Linked DNA regions of Sus scrofa: region 1 is linked to region 2. The links are chromatin contacts, called in public HiChIP or PLAC-seq maps. All regions are on one chromosome and are shown on one strand. Each heading gives the region's core, a stretch centred on a gene start, on an enhancer-like site or on the middle of the called end of the contact. The rest is flanking DNA. Distances are from core to core; before and after follow the strand shown. Region 1 overlaps SMCHD1 (structural maintenance of chromosomes flexible hinge domain-containing protein 1). Region 2 overlaps MRLC2 (myosin regulatory light chain 12B).

The links. HiChIP or PLAC-seq counts read pairs in DNA pulled down with a chosen protein or histone mark.
Region 1: an H3K27ac HiChIP or PLAC-seq map of alveolar macrophages shows a contact between it and region 2. The contact joins two enhancer-like sites. A contact is called at or near these places in 1 of 47 Hi-C or Micro-C datasets (heart right ventricle) and 2 of 2 datasets of contacts at active chromatin or transcription factors (alveolar macrophages and skeletal muscle).

What each region holds. Positions count from the first base shown.
Region 1 is chr6:103,949,614-103,956,640 of Sscrofa11.1, forward strand. SMCHD1 (structural maintenance of chromosomes flexible hinge domain-containing protein 1) reads right to left here. Exons shown (of 48, transcript XM_021096138.1): 2 at 2,265-2,340; 3 at 1,104-1,265. The coding sequence starts at 1,143. Among named protein-coding and RNA genes, the nearest start is that of SMCHD1, 33 kb to the right of the region's middle. Within about 2 kb of position 1,543, at least 1 of the 83 cell types and tissues checked has an H3K27ac peak or open chromatin away from gene starts, as enhancers often do. A contact at or near this core is called in alveolar macrophages, where this site is marked.
Region 2 is chr6:103,402,265-103,408,577 of Sscrofa11.1, forward strand. MRLC2 (myosin regulatory light chain 12B) reads right to left here. Exons shown (of 4, transcript XM_003127841.4): 1 at 6,030-6,313. Among named protein-coding and RNA genes, the nearest start is that of MRLC2, 3.7 kb to the right of the region's middle. Within about 2 kb of position 1,482, at least 15 of the 83 cell types and tissues checked have an H3K27ac peak or open chromatin away from gene starts, as enhancers often do. A contact at or near this core is called in alveolar macrophages, where this site is marked.

The DNA.
Region 1 (7,027 bases), core at 293-2,792, 550 kb after region 2:
AAGGTGGAAGGAAATGACAAAAAACAGAAACTACTTGTTCATGCAGTTCTGCTATACAAATTCCCAAGGTAAAACAAATACTTTCTTAATTGGGAGAGGTCTATGGGAAGCCAGGAAGACTAGATCAGGAGAGTATACAAGAGATGAAAAGATATGTAAGCACCAGTCTCTTGTGAATTGAAAGGAATAAATTCTCATTCTAGGTTAGTTAGTTTATTTATTTATTGTCTTTATGGCCGCACCTGCGGCATATGGAAGTTACCAGGCTAGGGGTCAAATTAGAGCTGCAGCTGCCGGCCTACACCACAGCCACAGCAGTGCCAGATCCGAGCCAAGTCTGCAACCTACACCACAGCTTAGGGCAACACTGGATCCTTAACCCACTGAGCAAGGCCAGGAATTGAACCCACAGCCTCATGGATACTAGTTGAGTTCATTAGTGCTAAGCCACAACGGGAACTCCTAAGTTAGTTTCAAAGGAGAGGTATCTTTACTCTGAAGTAAGATCACCTGAATAGAAAAAGAAATCTACTGTGATGAAGACATGTAGTAAAGAAGCTCACAATGATTGGTCACAGATTTATAGTAAGGTAGAATGAGAGCTTTTTTTTTGGGGGGGGAGAGCACACCCACAGCATGCAGAAGTTCCCAGGGATCAAACCTGTGTCACAGCAGCCATCCAAGCCACTCCAGTGACAATACTGGGTCCACAACCCACTGTGCCACAAGAGAACTCTGAGAGAACGTTTTTATTTTTATTTATTTATTTACTGCCTTTTTAGGGCCATACCCGTGGCACATGGAAGTTCCCTGGCTAGGAGTTGAATAAGAGCTGGAGCTGCCAGCCTACACCACAGTCACAGCAATGCTAGATCCAAGCCACATCTGTGACCTATGCTGCAGCTTGTGGCATTACCTGATCCTTAACCCTCTGAGCGAGGCCAGGGATCAAACCCACATCTTCACGGATGCTAGTCGGGTTTTTTAACTGCTGAGCCACAATACAAACTCCAGAACTTTTTTAAAGTGAAGGAATGGGACACGTGATCAGGAGATAAAGGAGAGTGACAGTTTATTAAAATTAGTAAAAACAGAATACTTACGTAAAGGATTTTGTCCTTCACTTGCATAATATTCATACATGCCACTTTTAACCAATGTGTCATAGTGAGGTAGGAAGTCAATCCGTTCTTTTGTAGCTGTTAGCAGTAACTGATTGACTGTCTGTAGCACGTATAGAGTGACTCCATCCTTAACAGTTTCATCTGTAAGTCAAGAGGTAACATCTTAAATGCTAAGCTAGCATTCAAAGCACAATCAATTTATTATTATTCTTTTGGTCACAACCAAAAGATGAGGCCAAAATTAATTAAATAATTAAATTATACAGGCAAATTCCCAAATAACGAATCAATCTATAAATTCAGTTGTGTTTTGTTATGAATATCAGCAAAACAGGTCCAAATACTTCCACTCATCTGAAATACTCAATTCTTAAAAAGTCAAACTGTCATAGGAAATCAGATGAGGAACTACATTAAAGTGGTATATGAATAAGGAAGAATGATGAAAATCGAAAAGCAATAAGGCACAAAAACTGGCAAGACTTAGAACATAGTTGGTTAAAAAAAAGACAATGGATGTTCAAATTTAGATAAGCAATGAGATCCTGCTATATAACACAGAGAACTATATCTAGTCACTTATGATGGAACATGATGGAAGATAATGTGAGAAAAAGAATGTGTATATATATATATGTGTGTGACTGGGTCACTTTGCTCTACCGTAGACACTGACAGAAAACTATAAACCAACTATAATGAAAAAATCATTAATAAAAATAATAAATGTATATTCAAATTTGGACAGAAATAATTTTATAAATATTTCAATTTTTTTTTAATTCTGTGAAATAAATATTTAGGACTATAACAAAAAAAAAAGAAAAAAAAAGACAATGGAAGAATTCTAGTTAGTCAGGAGAATTAGCTTTTCAAGGGCCCACAAAGAAGGCTTGTGGCTAGATGTTGAGCAAGGTCTCATCTGTAGACATAATGATACCAACTCTTTTTCTGTAATCTTGCTTGAAAAATATGACTTCTGTACAAACTTAGACATATGTAGCCAGTTTCCATCCCCATCCGAAAAAAGTAACCAAAAGCATCAATAGTTTTGTGATGCTTATCTATGTAATAAAATTTACTGCTCTATGATGTACTAGAATATATCAAATATAAAAGCATAAACATAGCATTGCTTACCAAAATTATCACAGGTAATTTCTTTCCTACTTGTTGTTGTAATAACAAATTTCTCTTCAGGTGAAATGGCAAGTGTCTATCCAAAATAAGAGAAATAAAATCAATTATTACACAAAGAAAATAAATGGACTATTCAAGTTTATAAAAATATGAAAATACCGATAAAACAGTGTATCTTAGTACTACAATTAGTGCTACATTTATTTGCATGAAAAGATCAGTCTTAATGTTTTCAAATTTTGCCTTTGTATAATTAAGCACAAATCTATTTATAAATTACCTATTTGCTTAACAAGGTTGATTTTTCTGCTATTATATGTTAGGTCCACACCCACAGCACATGGAGGTTTCCAGGCTCGGAGTCGAATTGGAGCTGTAGCTGCCAGCCTACGCCACAGTCACAGCAACTCAGGATCTGAGCCGCATCCGTGATCTACACCACAGCCCGGAGCAAACAACGGATCCTTAACTCACTGAGCAAGGCCAGGGATCGAATCCACATCCTCACAGATTCTAGTCGGGTTTGTTAACCCATGAAGAGAACTCCTAAGTGAACATTTTCAAAAGGTTTAACAACAGGACCCTCCCAGACAAAAGACTTATTACTTCATGTGAATATATAAGTAAACTTAGTTGGAGCAAAGCATTAACACTTATGTTCATATATATTAAGTACTTAAATATGTAAAAGCAAAAGTACTAGAAGAAAATAGAGATTAATATTTTTTAACACTGAAGAAAGGATAGCTACACTATGCAGGATATTTGCATAAAAACAATCTTTATTACCTATTATGACCCTTTCCAAAAATATAACTTAAAAAAAAAGTAAATTGAAAATTTAACAGGAAACAAAGCATCCTGAGGAGAAAAAAAAAGCCTTCATAAATAAAGATGAAAATCAACAAACATAAATAGGAAAAAGACATGAACAATCAAAGAGAAGACAAAGAGTTCCCACAGTGGCACAACAGGATTGGCTGTGTCTCTGCAGTGCCAGGAGGCAGGTTCGATACCCAGCCTGGTACAGTGAGTCAAAAGCTCTATGTTGCTGCAGCTATGGAGTAGGTCACAACTGAGGCTTGGATCTGATTCCTAGCATGAGAACTCCATATTCTGCAAGGCAGACAAAAATGAAAAGAAAAAAAAAAAAAGACAAAAGAAAATGACTACAAAACCGTAAGAAGCTAAAATTTCACAGCTAACCAAAAAATAAGAATTAGAAAGATGAGTTAACATTTTCATTAAAATTTTACATTATCTTTAAAATTACAAGATGCAAGCTCTTTCCAAAATTAAACAATAGGACAATGCACAGTTAAGAGAAAAGGCTGACCTCTGTTTCAGGTAATGATGGGCCAGTTAACCTAGACCAACCTTAGAAGCAAGATGACTTTAAAAAAAAATCTATATTAATGATACTTAGGTCTTCCATAGTGATACTAAAAATCCTTACTGGTCACTACTGAAACTAAATAAAGCACCAATTCCCTACTCTGAACACTGATAAATTAAAAGAAAAGAATTAGATAGAGCATTTATTATGCTTTTTTGCACCAACTTAAATTCAGAGTAACCATTTATCTCTAATTGATGAGGCAAAGTTGTTCTTTAAAGAATTCCCGAGATATTCCCCCCGCCCCCCCCCCTCCTTGAGCTGCAGCAATGATGACACTGGAGCCTTAATCTGCTGCACCAGAAGGGAACCCCCAGATGTACATTGTTTTAAGTCCTGAATAAGCTCCCCGCCAAAAAAAAAAAAAAAGAATTCCTGCTAATAAATATAGGAGGAATGGCAATCAGAATACCACCATGGGAGTTCCTGTCGTGGCGCAATGGTTAACGAATCCGACTAGGAACCATGAGGTTGTGGGTTCGGTCCCTGCCCTTGCTCAGTGGGTTAACGATCCGGCGTTGCCGTGAGCTGTGGTGTAGGTTGCAGACGCGGCTCAGATCCCGCGTTGCTGTGGCCCTGGCGTAGGCCAGTGGCTACAGTTCCGATTTGACCCCTAGCCTGGGAACCTCCATATGCCGCGGGAGCGGCCCAAAGAAAACAGCAAAAAAGACAAAAAATAAATAAATTAATTAAAAAAAAAAAAAAAGAATACCACCATGAATGACTAAACCATTAAGTCAAAATTTTATTATGGAGGAAGCCAGCGAAACCACCTGAATCCCACTAATCTGATCTTAGAATTGTTAAGCCATACATTACATGCCACCTGATGTGACGTATATATGAAGTACCAACAACACCTATAAAGTATTTTTGCCTCCTCATCCCAAAGCTGAACCTAAATCTTTATTATAAGTTATTAAAAACAGCTTCCAATTTACAGGACACATAGAGTTAGAATAAGCTCAATTACACCATAAAGAAGCACAGACAAAGGTTCCTTGGTCTTTGGGTTAAGGATTCCAGGTCAGTGGGTTAAGGATCTGGTGCTGTCACTGAGGTAGCTCAGGTTGTTAAGGATCTGGCGCTGTCACTGAGGTTGCTCAGGTTGCTGCTGGGGCATGGGTTCAATCCCTGGCCTGGGAACTTCCGCACACCATAGGCAGGGACAAAACTAAACTAAACTAAAACAGGAAGCTATTTAAAAAAAAAAGAAGCAGCAGCAGCACAGACCAATTCAGAATGTGGAAGGTGAGAGACAAACCAACTTGATTTCTTCAACAAGTAGATGTCAAGAAAAACAAAATAGACTGGGGAAGGTATTTTGCAAGAAACAAAAAAAACAAGTTCAATACAAATACCCTGATTTAAACAAATCACGTATTAAAAAAATTTTGAGGCAAAAAAATCTGAATAAAAACTGAACTATTAGTTAACAATTAAAAATGTTAATTTTGATGGTGTGATAATAGAAATGCATGATGTAAAGAGAAGTGAAGTGAACTAAGGCCTGGAATATGCTTCAAGAGGCAAAAATGAAGCTAGTGTGGTAGATACTTGGAAACTGTTTAATAAGGATAATGAGTACATATAGGTTCATAATGCTATTATCTCTCTATATATTTGAGGCTTTTAATAAGAAAATTGTCTAACTTATACTACTGCAGACCAGTGAAAGAGAAGAGAGAACCCTGAAAGAAAAACCTACACATATATACGGGGGGGGGGGGGGAGGTTGGCAAATAGAATGACATTACAAACTGCTGAGGAAAGAATAAACTATTCAATGAATATTATTGAGACAACTAGTTAATTGTACAAAAATAGGTAAGATAAATAAAATCCACTTCTCAACATACCCAAAAACAAATTCCAAGAGAACTAAAGCAGCTACATATTAATCCAAAGGAAAATAGGGAAGTAATTTTGAGAGAAGAGGGAAAAGGATTTCTGAAAATATCAAAAGTGTAAGCCATGAAGGAGAAAGCATGAAAAGATGTTCATCCTCACTAGTTATCAGAGAAATGAGAACAACTTGATTATCATTTCCATGAAGCTGGCAAAAAATTTTTAAGTCTTAAAAATATAAAGTATAGGCCTCCATTAAAAGGATCATACACCACGACCAAGTGGGATTTATCCCAGGGATGCAAGGATTTTTCAGTATCTGCAAATCAATGTGATACAACACATTAACAAACTGAAAAATAAAAATTATACGATCCTCTCAACAGATGCAGAAAAAGCTTTTGATAAAATTTAACAACCATTTATGACAAAAACTCTCCAGAACATGGACACAGAAAGAACATACTACAACACAATAAAAGCCATATATGGCAAGCCCACAGCTAAACTCAATACTCAACAGTATAAAGCTGGTATCATTCCATCTAAGATCAGTAACAAGAAAAGAATGCTCACTCTCACCACTGTTATTCAAAATAGTTCTGGAAAGTCCTAGAAATAGCAATCAAAGAAGAAAAAGGAATCTGAACTGGAAAGGAAGAAGTAAAACTGTCACTCTTTGCAGATGCCATAACACTGTACACAGAAATCCTAAATACACCACCAGCAAATTACTAGAGCTCATCAATGAATTCAGTAAAGCTGCAGGATAAAAAACCAACATACAGGAAGTTCCTGTTGTGGCTCAGCAGTAATGAACCCAACTAGTATCCATGAGGACTCAGGTTTGATCCCTGGCTTCATGCGGTGGGTTAAAGCAACCAGCATTGCTGTGAGCTGTGATGTAGGTCACAGACATGGCTCGGATCCTGTGTTGCTGTGGCTCTGGCATGGGCCGGCAGCCAAAGCTCCCAGGCTCCTAGCCTGGGAACTTCCATATTCTGCAGGTGTGGCCCTCAAAAGCCAAAAAAAAAAAAAAAAAAAAATACACACACACACATATACAGAAATCTGTTGCATTTCTATACATTAAAAATGAAACATCAAAAAGCCAAATTAAGGAAACAACCCCATTTACAAATGCATAAAAATAAAATCCCTAGAATAAACCTACCTAAGGAAGCAAAAGACCTGTACTCAAAAAACTATAAGAAGACACAAATAGATATACCATGTTCTTGAACTGGAAGAACCAATATTGTTAAAATAACCATACTACCTAAAGCAATCTACAGATTCAATGCAATCTCTATCAAATTACCAATGGCAGTTTTCACAAAACTAGAACAAATAATTTTAAAATTTGTATAGAAACACAAAAGACTTCAAAAGACTTTCTTTCTTTTTGAGAAAGAAAAAGAGCTGAAGTTTCATGCTCTCTGATATCAGATTATATTACAAAGCCACAGTAATCAAAACATATGGTACTGGCACAAAAAGAGACTCATGGATCAATGGA
Region 2 (6,313 bases), core at 232-2,731:
GGTGCACTAAATTTAACATGTCTCTGCTTTACACACGAAGGAACTGAATATCAAAGAAGTTAAACAAATTGCCCAAGGTCACCTGGTGGCAGAGCCAGATGAAATTCAACCTCATTTGTTAAAGGTGATTTTTACCTATATAATCTTTACTTCATACAATTCTTCTAGTTAGCAAGTGTACCAGAAAGTAACTTCTTAAACTTTCAATACTACCAATATAATCCAATATTGATTTCTGAGCAGCTACTTTCCTCTGAATTTAATTTCTAGACAAACGGAGTTTCCAAATAAATTCTAACTATGCTGAGGAAACCAATGTACAGACTAAAGTATATAGGGGAATGGGAAGAGAATAAAATATGAATGACACGCTCTGCAACTGTGCAATGTTGCAGCCCTGGTTTGGGTTCATCAAGCGGCAATGTTTCCTATCAGCTATGGTCTTGGTTTGACATGATAGGTAAAGGCTTGAAATCTTTACCAAGCACTGTCAATTCATACCTGACCTATAAATGCTAAAGAAAAAAAGCTCCATGAAACCCTACCCTTAGTTGCAGAAAGTATCCACTTAGAACACAGCATATATGGCAATGAATAAGCCTTTTTTTTTTTTAAATAAGCCTTCACAGCAACAAAAAACTCCAGTTCCTCTTCAAATTTTTTTTATTATTTTTGCAAATTTCTGATATAGAGTGAACTAAAGGTTACATGTACTATGCCCAGAGGTGACAAGAAGGGCAAAGATACAGGATACTGGTATTTAGGTGGCTGTGGCATCAACATACTTAGTTCATAATCTAAGTATCTGCAAAATCACTTGCAATACTGACGTGGAAATCAAAACATGGGCATCATAATCAATAAGCAGAAATTGCTCATGAACTCCATCCAGCCTATATGGCTTTATTGGACGCCTGGGAAAGATGCTCATGGAGCATATCTGTCAGCTGCCTATGAAGTATCTAAGTCCACCAGTCCATACGGCAAGTAAATATGGCTCTCACAGCAGTTAACCTCTAGTTTCAATCTTGGCTGCACCTTAGAGTCACCCTGGAAGTTTTAAAAAAGTGATGTCTAGGTCCTAGTCTAGTACAACTGAAACTGACTGTCTACAGGTGAAGCCCATGATTTGGTATTTTAGAAACATACCAGGTGATTCCAATGTGCAGTGAAGGTTGGGAACCAGAGTTAAGCACTTAGACGGTGGTTCTGAGTTCTTGGCTGACACCTTGTAATAACAGATTACCAAAAGAAAAACAGAAGTTTATCAACATGTATGCCAGGGAAAATCCAGCCCTCAGAGGTGGCTTAGAGTGCTGGCTTAAATATCATCTTCAGCGGAAGCCAAAAGAGGAAAGGTGTGTGAAGGGGAGAGGCACGCTGTGGAATGATACAAACAATATAAACAAGGGTAAGGCTTCTCAGGCAGGTTTAAGTTAGGGCCTGCTAAGAGTCCAAAGTCCTCTGTCCTTCCTGGCAGAGGGGGAAGGAAGGAGACCTTTGCAAAGGTGTGCCCTGCTCTTCGGCACACTGGGAAAGGGCAGAGCTTTTCTTATGCCTGCTTCTTCTCAACTGCCTTCAGCTCAACATGATCTTCGTACCAAAGTGTCATATTTGGGTTGGCATATTCTGCCTTCTTTCTATAACTAATAGGATACTGTGAAAATGACGGCGTGTGACTTTCTGTCATGCTTTCGGATTACTCAATCTGGGGCAGCAGTGGGTCATGAGGGCTATAGCACCCTATGGAGAGGTCTATGTGGCAGGGAACTGGGGCCTCCAGCCAAAGCCAGAACCCACTTGTCAGCCAGGTGAGTCAGTCTTCTTGGAGGCTGATCCTCCTTCAAATGACTGCAACCCCCTGAGACCCTGACCAGAACCACCCAGCTAAGCTGCCCTGAAGTTCCTGACCCTCAGAGCTCTTTACTGTTTTCTTAAGGTGCTAAATGTGAGAATAATCTGTTACAGAGTGACAGAAAACTAATAAAGTCCTTGTGTTTCCTTGCTGTCTTTAACATTTAATAGGCCAATGCCTTTCAGGATTACAGTCAAAGAATTTTTAAAACCTCAAAAAGAGGCCATGGCCAAGTGTGCACTGGATAGGAAAAATTTCTATTCCTGGTTAGCAATTATAATTCCTTCTATTCAACTCCTCTCCAAGTTCTGTGGGCTCCTCTTTTAAGTGCAACAGTCATCCCTTCCTCAACATTCCCATCACCACCACCCCAGTCTTTTAGCTGATTCCCATGCTGATTTGCTAGTTCTTCTTGCTTCCTAGTTGGAGTTTCCTTCAAAGTTTGTCTTGAATGACTGTGCTTTCCTCAAGCGCTGGTTGAAAAACTGCTAGTATGATGTGACCATTCAAAAATGAGGTAACTGGAGGAGGGAGAAGGAGCTGGTTTCCCGAGCAAAGGGATGATAATTCAAGTACAGTACAGATGCCCAGGGGCAGGATGCTCAGAGGGTCCCTTCTGGCAAGGCCGATTTGTGAGCAGAGGCACAAGGTGAAGCCTGGGAGTGGCAACACCAAAAAAAGCAGACAGCAGCTCTTGGCTAAAACCTAAGATCATTTCTTTTTTTTTTTTTTTTTGTCTTTTTGCCATTTCTAGGGCCGCTTCTGCGGCAGATGGAGGTTCCCAGGCTAGGGGTCGAATCGGAGCTGTAGCCTCCGGCCTACGCCAAAGCCACAGCAACGCAGGATCCGAGCCGCGTCTGCAACCTACACCACAGCTCACGGCTACGCCGGATCGTTAACCCACTGAGCAAGGCCAGGGACGGAACCGGCAACCTCATGGTTCCTAGTCGGTTCGTTAACCACTGCGCCACAACGGGAACTCCTAAGATCATTTCTGATTCAAGTCTCATCTTTGCTAAGGACTATTAGAATCTCCAGAAATTTTTCATGAATTCCCATGGTCATTACTGTAGTCAAGACTAGTGTTTGTGCTAATTAGGAAGATCAAATGACTGGATAAGTGAGCAACAATCTGAAAACAGCAATTATCCAGGGAATTTAGCATATGATCAAGTTAAAATGCTCCACAAGGTTAACCCGACATACTTAATAACATACTATTGCTTTTATACTGCATATTTAGGCAAACATATAATCGGTTCCATAAATTATTCTATTATCTTTTACAGAGCCAAACTCAGTTTTACAGCTTTTCTCTTAATACCAGTTAAGCTATCCCCGTGGTATATGTATTTGCACATTTACCACATACATTATCATGTTGTTGTTTCTAAATTATGGATTTTATGATCGTCACAACTGTCAGTAGACTTTACATCCTCTTTACTCCCTCCCCTATCATTGTGTTTTACTGCAGTGAAATTTATATATGGTGAAATGTACAGATCTTAAAAATGATGTGCACTCATGTAACCACCACCCCAATCAAGTAACAAACATTAACACCACTCCACAAAATTCAATCCAAGTCCGTTGCCCTCTCCCACAGGCAAACACTGGATTTCTATCACCATAGATTCGTTCTTTGAATTTCTTATATACAGAATTTATTATTATATATTATTCTTTATAAACAGAATTTCTTATAATACAGTGCTTACTCTGTGTCCAACTTCTTTCACTCAATACATTTTCTGAGATTCATGTATCTCACTGAATTTACTAGTGGTTCATTCTTTTTTTTTTTTTTTTACTGCCCCATATTTCATTCCTATGCTATTTACATATACACTTTTATGGCATTTCTACCTTGGATTGCAGAGTCAAGTAGATAGAGTGTCTCACACATGGCTGGTGCTAAATACTAGTTAAATGAACAGATATATATGCTTCTCTGGGTCACAAACAGAATTATGTATACACATGATCTCTCTAAGGTAGGTCCTGGATCCGATTCTCAAAAAATGGCTGTTCTATGGTCTACCCTTGGTTCAACATAAACTCCACTGCACTCTTCCCTGCAAAGGTTCCTGGTTTTGTCTGTTTGTTTGGCTGCACCCATGGCATGCAGAAGTTCCCAGGCCAGGCTCAAACCCTGGCCACAGCAGTGATCTGAACCACAGCAGTAACAATGCCAGATCCTTAACCTGCTGAGCTACCAGGGAACACCCTCCCACCCCAATTCTTAACAGAACTTACCAGTCACTCTTTGTTTATACCTAGAACAAAGAGTACTAATAAGCCAATAACTGAGTGCTAAATATGTGCTAGGCACTGATCTAAGCATTTCATGTGTATTGACGTAGGTAATCCTCACAACAACTTTCGACAGATACTGTTATTATCCCTGTTTCTCAGATGAGAAAATTAGTGCAAAGAGGATAATTCACCTGCAGGTGCACAGCTAGAAAATGGTAGATGCACAGATGCAGGACCAAAAGTCTAGATCCATAGTTTGTCCACTAGCTGCTAACATCCCGCATGGAGGCAGCTGAAATTCTTCACCAGGTAGAAAATGTGGATAGCTGGTTGGGGATGACAAAGAAGCCACAACAGCTAAAGTGCAGAACGAGGCAGGAAGATCCTAAAATTGCTGGCAAGGAATATCATCCCTAGACATATGCTGTCTTTGAATCCTGAAGAGGACAACAAGCTCCATTTAGGGGCTCCCAGTCCTTTCATTTTGGGGGGGGGGGTGGCCACACGTGCGGCATATGGAGGTTCTCAGGCGAGGGGTCAAATCCCAGTTCCAGGTGCCAGCCTACACCACAGCCACAGCAACACTGGATCCTTAACCCACTGAGCAAGGCCAGGGATAGAACGTGCATCCTCATGGATGCTAGTCATATTTGTTAACCACTTAGCCACGATGGAACTCCCCCTTTCATGTCTTCTAACCCCAGCAACCCTCACTTGGGGACCTGTCCTTCAGATATTGCAATTTATCTGGTCCAAACTCAGTCCCGTGAAAGCATAAGTAATATCGATTGAAACAGTCCTCACAGAAGTTGCCTCATTCAACAGTGCCTGAACCAACAAGAAGCTGTGCACTTAGCTATGAGCCCCAGGAGGGTCCCCCTAATGCTTAGAGAAAATGGGTGGCACCATGGGAACCCCCTCCAAGTGAGTGACCTTGGGCAAATTATCTCACCTCGCTGGGCTTCACTCTCCTCAATTATAAAACAAAAGATAACCTTTACGGTTCTTTTGATTTCCAAAATGCTATGATTTTTTCTTACCAAAGGCCCATTACAGATCCATCTTAAAGGCTGCCAAACTAATCCTCTCAACACGCCTTTCTTCCTATTACTCCATTAGTGAAGAATCTAAAACGACTACCTAACGACTCTTTTATTTCCCATCAAGTTTGCAAAACATCCGTGAAAACGTCCCACTTTCCTACATATTTCCAACCATTATTCATTAACATACTGTTCGTTCAGGCTGGTCTCCCCACCGTCTCCTTCCCCACGACACAAGTCCCACCTTTTGAGCTTTCGGTCTTGTTACCTCCTACCACAGAGTTCTCCCTCTTAGGGCTAAGCCCAAGGCCTCCAATGAGGTCATGACTCTTTTTCTATCTGTTGTCTTCCGCCGTCAGCACAGACGAACTAAATCTTTACAAGATGCTGCAAAGAATCCTGAGTCCTACAGAAATCTTTACATTTGGCCTATACCAACTCCGCACTCCCCGGCAGGAACCGTGCACCAGCAGACCCCTGCGCCCCGCAAAGCACCGGGCACTGTGTGAGGCACCGAGTAGGCGCTCGACAGCTGGCCCAACCAACCCGGCCCAGGCAGATGGGGAGCGGGCCGTAGGCGGGCGGGGCACCAGGTGTGTGAAGCCGTCCCGCTGACGCAGCGCCTGGGACCCACCGCCTCAGCCAACAGGGCGGATCCCGGCCCCGGCTCCATTCGCCCGAGCCTCCCGACCCCTCGTAGTCCACGTTCTGTCCGGCATCTGACGGTCTCCTCGCCCACCTCTCTGCCGCACCGGACGGGTCCCGCAACCCCCGCCCGCCCGCCCAGGCGTTCGGGGCGGGGTCGGGCGGCGGGAAGAGAGGGGGATAAGGGCGGCCCTGGGGTGTCGCGCGAGGGAGCGAGCGCCACTCACCGCGGCCAAATACCAGAACCAGAACCCGGACTTCCTGAGCGAAACGAGCGGAGGCTACGAGTGCGGAGCTGCGGGAGGAACTGCGGGAGCAACAGCGGCGACGCCGGCACTTCCTGCCTCGGGAGGCGAACCGGAAGGCGCACCGGAAGGCGCGGCGGGATCCAACTCTGCCAGGGGGGGGAATGCCTCACAGTTCTCGCGCGGGAGGGGATCGCGTCTGCCTTGTCCGCCGGGGATCGGGCTGGGGCCGCCGGCCCCGGGCTGGGTTTCAGTTGGGTCCCACC